2 separate regions of the Sus scrofa genome follow, and region 1 is linked to region 2. The links are chromatin contacts, called in public Hi-C maps. All regions are on one chromosome and are shown on one strand. Each heading gives the region's core, a stretch centred on a gene start, on an enhancer-like site or on the middle of the called end of the contact. The rest is flanking DNA. Distances are from core to core; before and after follow the strand shown. Region 1 holds the start of B4GALT6 (beta-1,4-galactosyltransferase 6). Region 2 has its middle 34 kb from the start of TTR.

Region 1 (2,700 bases), core at 32-2,531, 130 kb after region 2:
CAAATAAAATGCTTTCTGCCGGACCCCCGCTTATACAGCTTCCAAATCCCATAAGTAAGGTGCAGCGTTTCCTTCACTGTGACCGTGGGAAGTGAGGGTGTGTCTCGGTGCTTACCGATACCCGGAGCCACATAGATGAAGTAGAGGCAAGACGAGGAGAGGGAGAAGAAGAAGATGAAGGCGAGGAGGGAGCGATTGGAGACCCGCATCATCCGCCTGAGCACAGACATCTTCCTCTTCCCGGCCAGCAGCTCAGGCTGCACTCTTAGGCCGGACTTGGGGGCACCGTCCAGGCCCTAAACTTCCATGAATGTGCTAAAAAAAAAAACAAACCCCGAGACTGCAGCGGGGTCCGTGCCCGGAGGCTCTGGGGACAGAGGGCCCGAGCGGGGAGAAGAGAGGAGGGAGCGAGTGGAATGAATGGGAGGCTGGGGAGTCGGGGGAGGGGAAGAGCCGGAGGACGCCGAGGGAGGGGGCAGGGGAGAGGGGACGCGGGGCGGGGGGCCCGGGGACCTAAGGACCCGAGGAGGCCGTGGAAGGGCTAGGACGCGCTTTCGATCGGCCTGGCAGCGGCGGGAGGAGGGACTGCAGGTGGGGAGAGGCGCGGGCTGCGCACCGCGGCGCCCCTGCGGAGAGGGCCCGCCGACTGCAGCACGCTGGGCTCCCCCGCGGCTCCAGCTGCCTGCGCCCGCCAAGGTCCAAGTCGCGAAGCCCCGGCACTCAAGGTCCTGGCCGCCCGCACTCCGCAGGCCCGCACCGCCTCCTTCTCCCGGCCGAGGCGTCTCGTGCCTGTGCGGGGCTAGCGTGGACGCCGGGGCCGCAGCCTGCGCGCGCGATGCGCGGGGGCCCGAGGGGGCCCTGGGGGCCGAGGAGCTAGGCGCTCGCCGGCGCACAGCCTCCTCCTCATGCCGCGCGGGGCCCCGGCTTCCCGCGGCGGCCGCGGGAGCAGAGCGCAAGCGAGGGCGGCGTCTCGGCCAGCGGCGAGCGCGCTCCGGCTCCGGCTTCTGCCACCGCCAGCTGTCCGCACGGCCGCAAGGGCGGTAACCGCAACAGCATTACCGCCGCCGGCCCGGGGTGAGGCGCCCCTGCCGGCGCCGCCCCCGCACGGCCCCCGGACACCAGGCGAAGAGCCGCGGGGCGACTGGCGCTGCGGTCAGAGCCGAGGAGCCTGAAGATGAGCCCGGGAGCCGTCGGAGCCGCGTCTGGGACGCAGAAGGGGCGGACCTCCAAGGGCCGGGGAGCTTGTCCAGAGACCCCCGAGGGTTTGGCGCGCTCCCTCGGAACTGCAGGCGGCGCTGCGCCCGCCCGGAGGAAACCCCAAGGCCCCCGCCCACACCTCCCCTCCCCGCGCCCGAAACACCGCGCCTCCTGATTGGCCCGAGCGGCACCGCGCAGAACAACCTGCCCACCCCACCCCCTTCACGCTAGGACCCGCTCCCCGGCCGCCTTCTGCGTCACTGTCGCCCCCGCGCGCGGGTGCGCGCGCTGGCACCCCCGCGCTTGCCACGCTGCTGGGGGCTGAGAGACGAGACTTGAGCTTCGAATACGTTCCACCCTGGGGATGGATAACGAAAGATGCTGTGCCTGGAGGAAAAGGGAGTATCTCTGAGGAGGAGACTCCTGTGATGTGCTTTCCTCCCAAAGTGCATGCTCTGGGAACCAGGTGTTCTTCGTAATGAAACCTCCCATCCTGCACTTCCTCTAGAAACGTACAATAAGGATGGGATACGGATCTGTGTATATCCCTTATGCTAGAACTTGCCTTCCCATCTGAAGGTGAACACTGAGTAGTCCTACTTTAGCTGTACGGGTTCAGGAGGGGCGGAAAAGACTTGGGCGCAGATAGGCCCTTGAGCGCTGCAGCACCAACCAGCTTCAATAGGCAAATTGTTTTAATGCACCTCCTAGGTCGTGGTCTACCCTTTGTTCAAAAGCTGCCTTTTCCTACTAGTTAGTCCTTAGCTATATACATTTTTCCCAAATGTGTTTGCAGGTGTTTGTTTTGCAGCTAATCATGGAAGGAGTGGCTGCATGCCATTGTTTGCTCAGTATTTCCAGATGCAGTGTATCTGGTTCCTTCCTAGCAGGATACCCATGCCTTCCATCATCTCTGAGTAGTACTAAACTATGTGGAACCTGAAACACCTGAGTTAATTCCACCAAGGCCTTTGATTAACTGAAAGTCATGCCAAGCTACTACCCTCTGCAAGCCTCTCCTCAGCTTTCAAACGGTGGGTATGATAACAAGCTTGCAGGTTGTGGGATTAAATCAGATAACTATGAAATGCTAAACATGATGTCTGGCACCTAAGAGGTTCCCTTACATCTCATTAGACAATTGACTGGATGAAATCACAAGTTCAACTTCATTTCTTAATATTTCACTTTTTGGAGTACTTACAAGTTACTCAAGTTCTCTGGCTAATTTGATATGTAATGTAAAAGAAAATGACACAATTTTGCAGCATTTATAGATGCTTAAGGGGACTCTGAAATACAAAATGGAGCAACCTATTACATAAAAGATAAAACTCACTTGTTTAAAAAAAAAATCTATACAAGCGAAAGAAATCCATGAATGGTGACAGAGTTCCCCTCGTGGCGCAGTGGTTAACGAATCCGACTAGGAACCATGGGGTTGCGGGTTCGATCCCTGCCCTTGCTCGGTGGGTTAACGATCCGACGTTGCCGTGAGCTGTG
Region 2 (2,700 bases), core at 175-2,674:
TTGCATTATACATACTTCGTTGGAGGGGAGGGGAAGGCAAAATACAGATAAAAGATGAAAAAACAAACTATTTTCTATATTTCTCTAATTGCTTTGTGTGTGTAAATCTTGTTTCTTATCCCCATCCTCATCAGGAGTTGAGGTCACTGAAAACAGGAATGGGCCTCTTTGGTCTGTATCCTCTCGTGATACACTCAAACAAGACAATTGAAAATTTGGAAAATCCAACAAAATATTCATATTGATTTCCTAAACCTATGTGTGATCAATGATGTCAGTGTCTCACCTGTCTGTCCTTCATTTAATTTGCAACCACTAAAGTGCAGCATCACAAACCCACTTTTGTCCTCAACAGAATTTTTTTTTTTTTAGGGCCACACACTTGGCACATGGAGGTTCCCAGGCTCGGGGTCCAATTGGAGCTATAGCTGCCAACCTACGCCACAGCCAAAGCAATGCCAGATCCAAGCTGCCTTTTCAACCTACCCACAGCTCACGGCAACACCAGAGCCTTAACCCACTGAGTCAGGCCAGGGATCGAACCCGAAACCTCATGGTTCCTAGTTGGATTCATTTCCACAGTGCCACGACGGAAACTCCAAATTTTTTTTTTTTTTAATCTTATGGCTGCACCCAGGCATATGGAAGTTCCCCAGGCCGGGAATTGAACCTGCACCTCCACAGTGGCTAGGAGCTAGTGTAGTCAGATCCTTAACCCACTGCGTCATGGCAGGACCTCCATCATCAGAAAGTCATAATCAGTGAATTCTGAGAAGGGCCTGAAGGGTTCTGAGAGAAAGAGAACTAGGGAGGTTTTAGTGCATAATGGGAACTACTTTTAATGACTCAACATTTCTTCTGTTTATTTCAGAGTTTCTTTATATATTCTGGTTGCTTGGATTGCCAAGAGATTTTACTCACTGTATTAAAGATTTGTTTCCTTATTCTGTCCTCTTACCCAAGGCTGACATCAGGATGGAACCCAGAAGTCCCACTTCCCATATCAACTGCTTTCAGCTTCTTGCAGCAGAAAGTTTGGTTTCACAACCCTCTGAGTTAGACCCTGCTGCAGTCTTCGCGAGCTTTGTCATTCCCAGCCCCTCCAAGGTCCATGCTTACCGTCACCCCATTTTTACACGGCCTTTTTCTCTTCGGGAAAATATTGGGGTGAGGAAGGAAAAACAGTCTTTGGGGTACTGCTCTGAAAAAGTTGAGGAAATGCACAAAATATAAACATCATAAATACTTCTAAATAGACTTTTGTTAGAATGAAGCCCAAGTTGAGTTGGCTTACAGCAAACTATGTGTACATTCACCTCGTAGTAATTGACATGTTTTTCTGTTTGGAGATCCTCTGGACCATAGAAAGAGGTGGAATAACAGAAGCACATTTCTCCTGGGCATGTCCCAAAACCATCGCCTTTGAACTAAATGTGTGTCATATGCTTCGGGCCACAAGATGGCACTATGCATGCAGCAAAAGAAGGCAAAGTCCAAGTATCAAAACTAAAAGAAAAAAATTAAGCAATTTAACAAGGGCATAAGCAAGGCAAACTCACAAAGGCTAATATCTGCCTTTGCTACCTGTGCTCCTCCCAGATAAAGTGTGATATGCTTCAGGAGTGCCTGAGGAAAGAAGCCCAGATTATGAAAGGCTGATAAAATCTGTACAGCTCCTTCTGTGGTGAAATACAAAATGTCTTTCTCAAGGTCAGTCATGAGACTTTGATTCTATTAAAAATGCTGCCCTTTCGAGGAGGGATTGACCAACAAATTTACAAATAACACAATCATCCTGGTGTGGACTAATTTACAAATAGATATTGATTTTTTCTGCAAAGCAAGATGCAATGAAACTAACATTTGTTGCCTTCTCACTATGGGCAGAGCCTCTTTTAGTGACTTTAAAGTTTATTCAAAGGTAAGACCCAGCCTCTGCCCCTCAGGGGTTGACACAGTAGTGGTCATTGTAGTTACAAACATCTTCTGAAAACCAAGACAGCCCAGTAATAAACAAGATGTCAAAGATAGCACCAAGGCTGCTTGAAGAAATTAATTCCTCCATGAACTTGGGGATGGGAATATCTAAGGGGCTTCTTAGAGAAGCGGGCTTTTCATGAAAAGTAAAGATTAAGTCAGCAGGGATCAGCTTAATGCTCACCTCACAGAGCCGAGGGTGGCTAGTGTTTGAGAAATGACATGCAGAGGACATGGCAGAAAGTAGGGATACAGGGGGAGGTTAAGTCCTCAGTCCCAGACTCGATGCAGTTAAGAGCCACAGGAAACTTCTAAGCAGGACAATCTTATGAGCAGAGTTTAGAACGAGCCGTTGGGGTGTGGTGGGGGATGGGTTGCAGGTGGGAAATACTAAAGAAGAGGGCGGGGGAAAGTTGAAAATAACCCCAACCCATGTGAACATTAAATATTAACCTTTTTTTCCCTCTGACGTTCATTGATTTTTCCATGTATTCTGGAGCCTCTTTCCTCGGTGTAAATTTTAAATGTTATGTCAACAAGGTCACTGAACAAACAGAGAGGCCAGATATAATTATAGCCAAAATGTTTCCCTAAACAAAATTGGGAGACCGGCACTTGACAGAAGATTATTTTCCCGATGGATGAATTCATTTATATACCAAGTCTTATGGAGTTAAGCAACCAAAACAAAACCGAGTAATTAAGGAATCTCTTACATTTAAA

What was found. Hi-C and Micro-C count contacts between places; a contact is called where the count stands out from the background.
Region 1: a Hi-C map of liver shows a contact between it and region 2, with 2.1 times the contacts expected there. The contact joins the promoter of B4GALT6 here to the enhancer-like site in region 2. A contact is called at or near these places in 1 of 5 promoter capture datasets (liver) and 3 of 47 Hi-C or Micro-C datasets (embryonic fibroblasts, fibroblasts and liver).

Annotation. Positions count from the first base shown.
Region 1 is chr6:115,591,984-115,594,683 of Sscrofa11.1, forward strand. It overlaps B4GALT6 (beta-1,4-galactosyltransferase 6), which reads right to left and starts at 1,282. Exons shown (of 9, transcript XM_003127886.5): 1 at 116-1,282. The coding sequence starts at 230.
Region 2 is chr6:115,461,022-115,463,721 of Sscrofa11.1, forward strand. No RefSeq gene overlaps it. Among named protein-coding and RNA genes, the nearest start is that of TTR, 34 kb to the right of the region's middle. Within about 2 kb of position 1,425, at least 11 of the 83 cell types and tissues checked have an H3K27ac peak or open chromatin away from gene starts, as enhancers often do. A contact at or near this core is called in liver, where this site is marked.